Linked DNA regions of Mus musculus: region 2 is linked to region 1. Evidence: chromatin contacts called from public Hi-C data. All regions are on one chromosome and are shown on one strand. Each heading gives the region's core, a stretch centred on a gene start, on an enhancer-like site or on the middle of the called end of the contact. The rest is flanking DNA. Distances are from core to core; before and after follow the strand shown.

Evidence for each region. A called contact is a pair of places that touch in the nucleus more often than the background predicts.
Region 2: a contact with region 1 is called in a Hi-C map of the G1E-ER4 cell line, with 2.7 times the contacts expected there. The contact joins two enhancer-like sites. A contact is called at or near these places in 1 of 15 datasets of contacts at CTCF or cohesin (the G1E-ER4 cell line), 1 of 484 Hi-C or Micro-C datasets (the G1E-ER4 cell line) and 2 of 115 datasets of contacts at active chromatin or transcription factors (CD8 T cells and memory CD8 T cells).

What each region holds. Positions count from the first base shown.
Region 1 is chr3:60,599,661-60,606,576 of GRCm38.p6, forward strand. Mbnl1 (muscleblind like splicing factor 1) reads left to right here. Exons shown (of 10, transcript NM_020007.4): 4 at 4,034-4,234. Among named protein-coding and RNA genes, the nearest start is that of Mbnl1, 100 kb to the left of the region's middle. Within about 2 kb of position 3,616, at least 84 of the 459 cell types and tissues checked have an H3K27ac peak or open chromatin away from gene starts, as enhancers often do. A contact at or near this core is called in the G1E-ER4 cell line, where this site is marked.
Region 2 is chr3:60,782,196-60,789,111 of GRCm38.p6, forward strand. Gm553061 (a long non-coding RNA gene) reads right to left here. Exons shown (of 5, transcript XR_867330.1): 3 at 3,011-3,295. It overlaps Gm38326 (a long non-coding RNA gene), which reads left to right and starts at 6,166. Exons shown (of 3, transcript XR_867333.2): 1 at 6,166-6,379. Within about 2 kb of position 2,761, at least 5 of the 459 cell types and tissues checked have an H3K27ac peak or open chromatin away from gene starts, as enhancers often do. A contact at or near this core is called in the G1E-ER4 cell line, where this site is marked.

The DNA.
Region 1 (6,916 bases), core at 2,366-4,865:
GTGATCAGTCCCTGAACTGTAAGAATAGACCTGTGCTCATTTATACTGAGAAGGTCTTAAATGAGACTTCACTATTTAAATGTTTGTTTCAATAAAACTGGGTCAAAGGATACAGTGAATCAGGGTAAAGAATGAATTCCTTCCCCTTCCCATTCACAAGCTATGAGTAGAGTCCACAGCAGCCAAATGCTTCATTCTTAGACAAAATTGAATATGGGTTTATTCATAATACCTGTTAGCTCTGAGTGCTGTTCTAAACAGTAATTCACTAAAACTAGTTCTGTATCTGTTTACAACATGGTGCTTGCCTAGAAACAGTTGCCCATACTTGGGATGTCCTACGGATTTAAAAGAGCTTGGCATTTCACTGTTTACAAGTTTGACTGAAGCATACATGTATATACATATGCAAACATTCTACTAAGCATGCATGTGTACACATGCACATTCTACCAAGCACACACATGTGCACAGTTTACTAAGCATACATATGTACACATACTACTGAACATATATATACATGTGCACATTCTAAGTGTATGTCTCTCTCTATATATGCACATTCTATTAAATATACATGTGTACATATGTGCACATTCAACTAAGCATACACATGTATACATGCACATATTCTGCTGAACATACACATGTATACATACTCACATTCTATGAAGCATATATACGAACACATGCACACACCCTAGGAAAAACTGACTTATAAAATTTCTGTTCCATAAATTTCTAAATGATAAGTTTTGGATCATTATATATGACCCTTCTTTTTTTTATAAAAACATACTATTTTCAGCATTTTAAAATAAACAGCCTTGTGATATTTGCAGTGTTCAGAATAATAGTTATAATACTTAAGATGTAATGTTAATATAAAAATTAGAAAAAATAAACTTTGAAATATTCATTATAAAGTAACAGCTAAATTCTGAGGTGGAAAAAGGATATATAATTAAATCTACCATCTAGATATCTGTGCTAGAAAATATATAAAGCATTTGCTACTCTTGCTGGCAAAGAAAAATCAGCTAGCAAATCTGCAGTGAATATGTTATGCAGTAACTGCAGAGGTGGTTACAGTGCCATGTGCCGGGAAGTAGGAGCAGAGGAAACAAGAATGGCTTCAGGGTCAGTGCTACATGCAATGCGGGTGAGCTTTATGAGACAGAGTGTAGTGGTGTGGTTCCCTGGGAAGCGTCGAGAAGTTCTGTTTCCTGAAGCGTACCTAGGAGTCAGACAGGTAGGCTGAGGGCAGGCAATGTGGACAGAAACTCATAAATACTCATAAAAAGAGAACCACTAAGAAACCACTTAGAAACCTTCTGTCCAATCGGAAAGAAATCTATTTCCTTAAATACATGGAAATGGAATCACCCTGAAGCTTTCAAAAATACTGCCGCCTAGATACCTTTCCTGGGAATTCAGACAAGGAGGGGTCGAACTATAACATGATAAAACTCCTCTAGGGAATTTTAAATTCACATTTGGTGATTATGTGAGAAACAGACTTCCAACCAGACTAGAAGCAGACTCAAATGTGCCCAATCCAGGACCTTCCGTTGATTCATTTATAGTGGTAGACATGTAACATTCGTGAGCATCTTCTTTAGAAAATAAACATAATAATCCCCAACAAAGTGGCAGCTCATTCACTGAATGCCTACTGTAACCAGGCATTGCTTTGTATGGTGGGAACCTAGAAGGGAACTAAGAGATATCTTCTACTCTCCTGACATCCCCCCTCCCAAAGAGGCCAAAGAAAGGAAAGTCTTATAGTAAAAAAATTAAACATAACATAAGTAAAGCACTTATCACAGTGTGGGCTGCCCGGGATAGGGAATTACTAGTAATAATCATGTTTGTGTAGTTAACTAGGATGGTAATGTGAAATTGAATAATATTTTCAGTTATAATGAAGCCTAATAACTGTAATGTAAGCAGAATGCTTCATTTAAAGCAAACAAGTGATAAATAAACTGCCCCAGAATTAGCAACTGGAAAATGTCCTTGGAAAGGTAATGCTAAACCAACCTTCATTGGAACAAAGATATCTATAAGTCACTGCTGCAAGGATGCACTCAGTATCAAATATACCAGCTACATAGTTAGACATTATTCAATCCCTACTTCAGAGAAACGAAGACTTCAAATACCAATGCAGCCATTCCTATCTTTGAGATCTTACGAGCCCTCTGCAGGTCAGCTCCGGTAATGCAGGAGTGGCCATGGTCACTGGCTTTCCTACATTAGGATCCACTCTGAGCTGTAACCCACCCCTAACACAGTGTTCATAATTGGTGACAGCTACATTCTATCCATATGTAGGTTTTCACTGTATTTAACTTGGTGAGATTTAACGAGGCTGATTTTATTGGTGTGCTGTCATTATTGTGTCAAGTCAGGGAAAAATTTCTTCATCCTGAATGTCTTTATGAAGGCATTTGCCTTAAGTAATTCCTATAGTATACAGTGACATAAACATTTCAGTAGCTTGCTATAGTAAGTATCAAGTGGGCTTTCTTGGAACTCATTTTAATTTACAGCTATGAATGCAAAGAGAAAGGATATTAATTAGCTTTCAATCTTTTAGGACTCTGCTAAATTTATAACAATTCTTCTATGTGGTCTGAGATTCCATACCCTGTATCTGACTGTGTGCAACAGAACACACATTTGCCTAGAATGTTCTTGGACAGAAGTTTAATGCATGATCACCATGCAGGACTGACCCTGTCATGGTGCTGCCCTGGCCTCTAGCACACAAAGGGAAAGCCTGAAGTTAGCTGCTGTTCAGGGTTTTGTGGAGAGACAAATGCCACTGGACCCAGTTTTACACATGGATCCTTCTTCATAATACACATGGAATTTTTGTATTTCCTGAGGGCAGCTGCTTCGCATTGGAATAGGCTTGAGGTTTGAAATGGAAAGACTTATTCTAGGCTACTTCATTAGTCAAGGGCCACAGACCTGTCAGAGTAATTAAACATGGTGTTCAAAGCACATGCTTGGAGGACTAGCTATGTTAGGGTGAATGTATCAGTGTGAGCTATGCTATGTTATAAATTTTTCCCAGTGAATCAATGTATACATTAAATAGTCTATCGTTCATATTGTTCTTAGTACAGATGTGTACACAATGCAGAGCTGTCATGTAGGATGGATGCTCAACCATGGTATAGTCCTTTGGGACCTTATGCTCTCATATTAAAGAATGCCATTTACACATAGTAGATCCCTGGCTTCTCTCCATTGAATGCAGTAGCATCACCCCAGTGTGTCCTGCCCGCTGACAGCCCATCCCATGTTTTTTAATAATTCTGTGGCATTTCCTGGGAAATGTTCTGTCAGGCTTCACATTCCAGACATTTTCTGGAGAAGGTTAATTTCCATTGCTGAGTGCCCCACAAGTATGGGATGGGCTTGTAGAACACTGAACCTTTCTTCTGAGAAACCGACATCAAGTGACCAGGCCAAATGCTATCTCTTCTGTGCTCAAAAGACAGTGTAATCATCACCTCTCACAGCCCACAGATTTGGTCAATGTGCTGGCTGTGGGGCTCTGTGATCCCCTGGGACATCTGTGTCTGCTCAGATGATAGGCACTTATATCCTGTTAACACTTGAGAACAGACCTTTCCACTATATCTGACAGCAGTTACACAGTGTGTTTCTCAGACACATTTCTAGGATTGAGTCACAAAGGTGGAGACTGGGTGAGCACAAACAAGTGTCTGTACTAAGATATTTAAGACGTTAAACCACAAGTATTCTAGATGCCAATCTTCGAACCCCCTCTGGAGATATGAATGCATATTCTGCCTGCTAGATTTGGAGAAAAACAATGACTTAGCAAATATCAGTATACTGAAATCTTCTTAGACTAAATTAAAGACAGAATTAAATAGAAGTTAAGGAAGAAAGAATGAATGATAGATGAAGAATAAATGATAACTCTGTAAGTAGAGTATCAATTTGGAATGGAGACTTGCCATTAAGTTTTGCTTTTTGTTTCAATTTGCAGCCAATGTTTTCAGTTGCACCAAGCTTAGCCACCAGTGCATCAGCAGCCTTTAACCCTTACCTGGGGCCTGTTTCCCCAAGCCTGGTTCCAGCAGAGATCTTGCCGACTGCACCAATGTTGGTCACGGGGAATCCTGGAGTTCCAGTGCCAGCAGCTGCCGCAGCTGCTGCACAGAAGTTAATGCGGACAGACAGACTGGAGGTAGGATAAAGAGTTGAACCTTCATAGTTTCCATTACAGTTCTTCAAGTGTTTGTAGCCAGAGTGACTTTAAACTGAATGAACATGTCTTGGTTCAGTGTTTGTGCAAGTTTGCTAGAATATGGTTATGCTGTTTTGGTTAATGCAACAATTACAAAATCAGTCAGCATCTATGTCTAGGTTCCTCAGGGAGGGCTTGGAACTGGGATCAGCGTGTCTGTTTCTCCACTTTGTCTTAGTATCCTTAAAATCTTGCACATGATGCTAATGCTCAAACCTCAAAGAGTTAGAAAAAATGTTTGGCCCAGAACAGTTGCTTCTTGAATGTTTCTTGTAGTCATCAACACAATATAATGATTATTGGAGTGAACAAATAAATGACTGAAGTCCAGAGGATCTCATAAACAGGAACACATTGGCTGCTGTGCACGAACTATTACAAAACTCTCTGCAGATGTTGTCATAACCTCTGAAGTACTTCCATTGAGGCAGGCGGGTGGTTTTATGAAACGCACCCTGATAAAAGCGTTTTTAGTAGGCTGTCACATGATTGTCATTGTCTTGGGGCGGAGGATAAGCAGACGCACACACTTTACTGTTGTGACTGAAAAGGAAATTAGAGATAAAGTTCTAGTATGACATTACTATTCAGAATTTTAGCATGGCATGAATTAACAGCCTTGATAAACAGTTTCTGTAGAAAAATGGCCTAGTAAGTAAAAACTGAGTTGCCTCTCCTGTCTGTCTGCTTAGGACGGACTTGGGGCTGAGATGGCCTGGGTGTACTAATTACAGGGAAAGTAAAGTAGGGTGCACTTGGAGGGCCTTGACTCTAATAACTTTCCAGTCTGTTAGAAATATAATAAAATGCCTTATTTATTCATTATACTCTATTGAACGTATTAGAAAGGATATCATATTGTAGCATTTTGTGAGGATGTGCCAGATACAGCCATCACATAGCCTACCTTTAGAACAACCTGATGGGAAAGATGCTGTCACTACCGTTGTGTTGCAGAGGAGTCAGAGCAGAGCAAGAGATGGGAGGTAGCCTATCCTTGCTGTAGAGATACACTCTGCCATTTGGCTTCTCATTTCCCAAGTATAGTAATTCTCTAACAAATGCTGTCCGCAAATGAAATAGGGCAGCATCTGAAACAGTTTTCTTCCCCAATCTTCCTAAAGAAAACACAGGATTCTTAATGCATGACTGTTAGTTGATTAATGGGACTCAAATAGTCTGAGAAGAAGAATGCCAACATAGTAATTATTAATAGGTAACAATATTCAAAGCATTAAGAGGATATGCTTCAAGCTGAGCTACTTGCTCAAAACTGCTCATTCCCTTGAAAGTTTGCGTAGTTTTTTTATACTTGTATTTTGTCATTTTGTTTTTCTTTCCATGAAGAGCTGCTTGTGAGTTTTGTCATTTGCCTTTGCTACTTCCTAGGACAATCTCTCCTGTGTTATGTGCATTCCTGATAGAAGTGAGCATGCCCTTGGTTCTGTTCCCAAGATCTAAGTCATTGTCACAGTCATAGTTGGGGCCTGAAATAGGAAACATGCATGTGCCTCTTTCTGCTCTGCAGTGTGATTCCAGAACTTAAACACACGCACGCACGCACGCACGCACGCACGCACGCACGCACACACACACACACATGCACGCACACATAAGCACACACACTCACACATAAACACACACACAGGCATGCATGCACACATACAACCTTGGTGCTCCTTGGAGCACTGGAGGGCGAAATCCATGAAAGGAATGCCTACAGTTCTTTTCTCAAGGTTGATACTATGGTTATTTAGAGATTAAAGCCACATTCCATCTTCAACTGAATTTTGATTTTCCTCTGAGGTAAAATTGGTCTAATTCAGCTAGGATCTTGACTTTGTTCTTCTTGTTATATCTTTTTCTCCATTTCTACAATTTGTCACACAATAAAGTGATTTCAGATTTGTTTATAATCCCTTAGAAGACCTAGCAATGGCAGTACCAAAAGGGATACAAAGGTCTGAAGTTGCAAAGTAGGAACCCAGTAGACACTGCTTGTAAGGTAGTTAACTACATATGCTTGGTTTGTCAGACCAGCTTCATGTCGCTTATTTGTAAAATTTGAGTATTTGCCTGATTTATATGTAATGTCATAGAGCATGTAAATCATGCATTGACTTCTAACAGCAGCCTAAATAAGTATTGAAATACTTATTTTTAAAATGTATGTGCATATATAGTGCACATCATATATTCACAGCTGCTGTATCAGTATGCTTATCCACTCATTGTTGGATATTATTATGAAGATTGTATGTTCTGTACCGTATAGCTCAGACTGGTTTTCTCTGAAAGTGAGGCAAGTCTGTTAGTCACTAAAGAGACGCTCCTAGAATTCCGTTTTGTGATCTCTGGATCCTTTCTGTAATGTCCATGTATTAATTTAATGCCCAAAGGAGTATCTTAAGAAATTATTACACTGTGTACAAATATTAGAAATTGCTAACCTTTAGGTCATGCCTGTGTTTCATGACAAAACATTGGTAGTAATAAAAATCGACATGTAAAGAATCACAGTCATTTTTCATGGTGCAAAATAAATGTATGGACCCATTTATTCTACAATCTCTAGTAGGGAGCTATACTGCATGTCCTTCAAGTTAACGTTATTGTGAATAT
Region 2 (6,916 bases), core at 1,511-4,010, 180 kb after region 1:
CATTCTCCTATACTGGGGCATAGAGCCTTCTCATGACCAAGGGCCTTCCTTCCCATTGATGACTAACTAGGCCATCCTCTGCTGCATATATAGCTGGAGCCATGAGTCCCACTATGTGTACTCTTTGGTTGGTGGTTTAGTCCCTGGGAGTTCTGGGAGTACTAGTTAGTTCATATTGTTGTTCCTCCTATGGAGCTGCAAACCCCTTCAGCTCCTTGGGCACTTTCTCTAGCTCCTTCATTGGGGACCCTGTGCTCCATCCAATGGATGGCTGTGAGCCTCCACTTCTGTATTTGTCAGGCACTGGCAGAGCCTCTCAGTAGATAGCTATATCAGGCTCCTGTCAGCACGCTTTCATTGGCATCCACAATAGTGTCTGGGTTTGGTGGTTGTTTATAGGATGGATCCCTGGGTGGGGCATTCTCTGGCTATCATTTCTTTTTTTTTTTTTTTAATATTTTTTATTACGTATTTTCCTCAATTACATTTCCAATACTATCCCAAAAGTCCCCCATACCCTCGCCCCCACTCCCCTACCCACCCATTCCCACGTTTTGGCCCTGGCGTTCCCCTGTACTGGGGCATATAAAGTTTGCTTGTCCAATGGGCCTCTCTTTGCGGTGATGGCCGATTAGGCCATCTTTTGATACATATGCAGCTAGAGTCAAGAGCTCAGGGGTACTGGTTAGTTCATAATGTTTTTGCACCTACAGGGTTGCAGATCTCTTTAGCAACTTGGATACTTTCTCTAGCTCCTTCATTGGGGGCCCTGTGATCCATCCAATAGCAGACTGTGAGCATCCACTTCTGTGTTTGATAGGCCCAGGCTAGTCTCACAAGAGACAGCTATATCAGGGTCCTTTCAGCAAACACTTGCTAGTCTCTGCTCCACACTTTGTCTCTGTTAACTCCTTCCATAGGTATTTTGTTCCCCTTCTAGGAAGGATCGAAGTATCCCCACTTTGTTCTTCCTTCTTCTTGAGTTTCATATGGTTTGCAAATTGTATTTTGGGTATTCAGAGCTTCTGGACTAATATCCACTTATCAGTAAGTACATATCATGTGTGTTCTTTTGTGATTGGGTTACCTCACTCAGGATGATATCCTCCAGATCTATCCATTTGCCTAAGAATTTCATAAACTCTCTGTTTTTAATAGCTGAATAGTACTCCTTTGTGTAAATGTACCACATTTTTTTGCATCCATTCCTCTGTTGAGGGATATCTGCGTTGATTATAAATAAGGCTGCTATGAACATAGTGGAGCATGTGTCCTTATTACTTGTTGGAGCATTTTCTGGGTATATGCCCAGGAGTGGTATTGCAGCTTCTTATTCAAGCAGACAAATTACAAAATAATATTTTCTAGATAATTATAGAAAGCTGAACACTGAGCCATTAAATGACAAGTCCTCTTACCTGACAGAGCTATGGAGATGATTTCCCAAGTCTCCCCTCAACTGTGTTCATGTTGCCTTTTAACTACACAGTTTAAATGAACACAGACTGATACAAATACACAACTAACACAGCAATGGAAAATCAGAAATATGAGAGATAGTTATACACTTCTATTTCTGACTAGAGTTTGGTGTGCAGTGGGTTTATCTCCAGACAACATAATAAGGCACTGTTTAAAAGACATGATGTAACTTTTCTGTGGCTGTTTAATACTGCTGAGGCACTCTAAGGAATTCTGGCTACTTTAAGCAATTTGCTTTACATTGTCCAGAATTGGATAGGTGGGAAGTCTCAACATGTAACAGCATTTGTTACCAAGTTCAACCACCTGAATTATATTCCTGGGATCAAGATGGCTAAAGAGACCCAGCTTCATCAAGCTGTCCTGTAACTTACACACACACACACACACACACACACACACACACACACACTGAATTAAAAGTAGTTTTTAAAACGTTAAAATTGTCCAGTCTCTGTTTTTTAAACTAAAAAAATTAAGAGTGGAATTTTATTTCTGCCACTTTGTGGTAAGAGAACTAAAAATGACTAGAAAGTAAGAGGTAAGATAATGAGGGAAAAGAAGAGTGGGAAGGGGGTGGTTCAACAGCAGAAAAGGAGGAGAGAGAAGGATAAGAGAGGAGGGAGGACCATGATACAGACAGAAGGGGTCAAGGAAGAAAGGATAAAGGAAACGGGGGAACAGGGTGGGAGATAGGAGTGGGTTGGGGGAGAAGAAGGGGGATTAGACAGAAGGGAGGAGAGCAGAGAGGAGGCAGGAAAGGGGGAAAGGTTGTGAGGGAAGAGGGGAGCCTGAGAAAGAGATTCACATCCAAGGTAATGGCCTAGTCTTGGTCAAGGTTGTCCTTGTAAACAGCACATCGGACTTCTTTAAACAGATAAAGATTTTACTAAGTGGGCCATAAGCTAGGGTTCCAGTTCGTTTTGTATGACCAACTCAAGACAAGCAGAAATGATCCTTGGTCAACATCAAGATCACCACTCCTGAGCTCAATTCCCGTGTATGATATTTATACCGCTGGGGCAGAAAACTCCTGTTACCATAACCTCATTGACCTTTCATTCTCAGCTCACAAATCAGCCTAGTCCACGATAGTCTTTTACTTGTAAATCCCAAGATTGCTGCCTGTGGCCCAGCTTTGGGAACATTCAGAAATCAGCTTTTGTTCATGGGAGATGGTTTTTACTTCCTCAGTAGCCACAAAGTGGGAAATTTCTCACGCATGGAGAATGAAGGATGGTGCTGGAAAAGAATCATGCCTGTTTATTACATTTAGGACTAAAAGCTCTGTTTTGGTGATGTAATTAGCTTGTGACAAAAGCATATTACTATTAAAATTGTCATAATCACCTAGGGTTAGCTGAATGACATAATGTGTCTTGGTTCTGATAATTCAAGGGATATCTTATTATGGTGTTGGGAAGAGATGGAAGCCAAAAATCACTTTCTGATTTTTCTGTACTAACACCAAAGAAACCAAAGAATCCTTTGCCTCAAAAGCAGCTTTTACAAAAAAAGCAAGTCTTACGTCTCCAATTAGGAAGTGGAAGCGCCAGGCTACTGGGGCTGGCTAAATGTTTAAGTTTCTTGTCTATAGAGAGACACAGGAAGCACACTTCCTTATCAGCCAGAGCAGAGGAGCCTTCTTTCAGCACGCCCACTGGCTGGGAGCAGATGTTGCACTGCCCTAATATGCAAGGAGCCTATTTGTGCTGTAATTGAATGGTTTGCAGCAGCACAGCTGGGCCTCGCAGATTTCACTTCCTTGATAGTCCACAGCCTACAGTTCATTTTTGCCAAGCCAATAGGTGACCTGTAGAAGGAAAAAAAAAATAACATAACCAAATTTAAGGAGCGATGCACAGGGAGCCTCTTCATTTTTACCTCATTAATTCTGTCATTGTTTTCCTCCTGCTCAGAACAGTTACTTTGCCCCCTAAAACTCTGCTTCTTTCAAGATAATTTACAATCATGGAAACCACACAGATCGCTGAGGTCGGGAAGCCACAGAGAGACCACATCCTTTGTTTTCATTTCTCAGCTCCAAGTATCTTAAGCTGCCTGGTTCCAAGATGTGCACATCCACCCCGAGGCCGAATTGTGTAAGAATGTCTCCTTTGGCACCATGCTTCTCTGTCAACACAAATGACTTATCTGTTGTCTGATAAACCAAGTGGACACCCTAAAGAGCTCTCTGGAAACCATGATTGTGTCTGGGTTGGCAGAGGAAGACTTTAGAACATGAGGTATTGAGAATTACCTGAAGATAGAAGCTGCTCCTACTGAAGGAGAGAGAGAGAGAGAGCTCGAAGGAGGGAGGCACAGAGAACACAAGTGTGCACAGATGTTTCAAAATTGTGATCTGAAAGCTATTCTGGCTTAGAGATGTCTTTATCCTCAAGTCCAAGTAGATCAAAGAGAGTGCTTAAAATGGAGGAAGAATTTATTGTTCACTAGGGTCAAGCCAAGCCTTAAGGAAGAAAGGCCTTAAGGAAGAAAGGTTTTCTACTTAATCTTTGAGTTTTTGTTTTCACACAGCTGGGGTAATTAGGTATGGCCTAGGAAAATTTATTTCTTGGAATGGAAGATGGCAGTACAGAACTCAGAATGCAGTCTCCACTGGGTTTGGAACTCCTTGTTAAAAGGATCTTTTTATTTTCCAAGATGTCTAGCCTATCTCTTGAGAGCCGGAAACTAGGAATGAATATGTACTGAAAGATCAAACTAGACATTCTACATATATTTGGAACATTTTCTTTTTATCTAACATATTACCATGAAGATAATAGTTAAAGTGATATATCTATGACATACGGTGTGATGTTTTGAAATATCTATATATTATGAAATATTAAGTCAAGAAATTAACAACTTTCTGACTTTCTCACCTCTTATATTTATCCATTTTGTGTAACAATAAAATTATGATTGCTCAGAAATATTCAAGACACACTCCATTAGGATCAATAATAACCATTATGTTGTATAATAGACCTACAGAATGTACCCCTCCTGTGTAACAGTATCTTAGGTCTCTTTACTGCTGCCGCCCCTACCCCTAACCTTCCAGTCCACAGTCCTCACAACCACGATTCTATTCTCTATTTCTGTGAGGTCAAAATTTTTAAATTTCACATATGACTGATATAGTATGAAATGCTTTTTTCTGTTCCCATATTATTCCTCTTAGTGTGGCATCTTCCAGGTTACTGAGAATATTTTATGCACAGGAACAAAACACAAAGAGTGGCTGTAGAAGAACAGTATGTTTAGAGTCTTCTGTGGCCATATCTGGTTTGTTTCCTACTGCTGTAGCACAAGGACAAACACAAGTTGGGGGAGAAAAAGGATATAAACTTCATCTTAATAGCTTACAGTCTATCATAAAGCAGACTCGGCAGAAACTCAAGGCAAGAACCTAGAGGCAGGAACTGAAGCAGAGGCCATTGAAGAATGCTACTTATTGGCTTGACCCGTGACTTGCTCATTCTCACTTTCTTATACACACAGGACTACCTGCCCAAGGGTAGCACTGCCACCAGTGGGCTGGGTCCTCCCTCATCATTCATGGATTAAGAAAATGTTGTATAGACTTGTTTATATGCCAAGATGATGAATGGACCTTCTCAAATGAGGTTCCTTCTTCCATGATGAATTGTGCTTGTGCCAAGTTGACAAAAAACAAAAGACAAAACAAAACAACAAAAGCAAACAAACAAAAAACAAAACAAAACAAACTAGCCAGTGCATAGACTAACAACTGGCATATTCCTATGTATTAAGTGCATCTTTTCCATCTTTCAGGAACTCTATTGGCAAATATTAACAATGGAGACAGAATTCTTGATCCAACAGAGGACTATTATAGCCAGATTCACTTCAAGATTTATTGGTCTAGATGCCAATTAAGAAGAGAAGCACACAGTCAGAGATAGTTTTCAACCACATTAAAGGTTTGCAAAAACTATGCATCATGACCCCATTAGAGGTCTCAGAGCCTCTCACAGGAGTTGACTAAGACCTAGAAAAACACAGATATTTAGATTATGATTCAAAATGGTAACAAAATTACAATTATTAGTTAGCAACAAAAATAATTTTATGGTTGTGGTTCATCGGGACATGAGGAACTAACTGTATTAAAGGTTTGAAGCATTAGAAAGGTGGTGAACCACTGCTTACATGATGCCAATACCAGAAGAACCAGATCACTAGAGTGTGTTTGAAGGACAAAGTCAGGTACTTTAAATCAGGTGAGTCAGGGCTTACTTCGCATCACAGGTGAATTCTTCAACATGGGTACAACACCTGCTCCCTGATTTCTATTTTAAGGTGGCGTGAGTTTCAAATGCCTTGTAGTCTCTTTAATCCCACACACTGTTGTATTCAGAAGTCACACAGGTGAGAAGGGCCTTTCCCCGACTCACTCAGTATTGCTAATATGGTAAAAAGTGAGAGATTCTGAGTTAAAACTGTACCTTTTTTCTCCCCTTGAGAAATTGAAAGTTGGGGGAAGTAATGACTCAAGCTGCTTCCACTGGGTGGTGGAGCAGAAGACTGAGAGCCAGCTGCCGGGACCAGCTAGGGACTACGGATTCATTACCTCCTTTCCTTATCTGAATCAGAGACTGAGTAACAGCCTCGAAACGGCTCCCTCACAGCAGCGCCATGTTATTTCTATTCTTTGCTATTTGGTGAATGTTTCGCTGCAGTGCAGGTCTCAGTCAGTTGTGGACTACATAAAGCTGTGACAGAGCAACTTAGTTACGGATTTCAACAAGAGGAGAAGCAGCCTTTTTAGAGAAATATACTTAATTCCCCACGGAGAACAAGGGGAGTCCCTCCCTTGGCTCACTCCCATTTATTTGTGGACTTTGGAGGCATTCTGTTTGAAACTGTGAGTAAGGGTTCATATTGTTGATTGTATTTTATCCTCAAATGCCCAGAGCTTCTTAGAATTTCTACAATCAGATACGTTGTCAGAGAGTATAAAATATCATCATAGGCAGGCTACTCCGTGTTTGAAAAGGTTTTCAGTTTCTTCTTATCCCTTGTATTCCAGTCACAAAACTGTACATTGTTTTAATGAATTCGAGTTTTCTAACTCCAAAAACCCCAAGCCTCAAACAGTGAAAATTTCGACTGGTACTGTAAAGGTAAACTCGTAGTTCATTCACTCAGTTACTTAGTGCCTGTGCTGTTAGCATCTGCACTGGGCACTGCATTTAAAGGGCAAGAAAATAAACTGACCTGTGTTTCACTGTGGTATTCACCAAAGTTTGACTGAATTCCAATGCTGCCATTAACCAAGGTTTGGGTTCATTGTCAAGGGGAACAGATTTGGTTAAAGTGATATCTCCCTCTTCAGCCTCTCTGACAACTTCTCAGAGGTTCGGTCTCTTATGGTATACTGTGTATGCTTTTTAACAAGAGC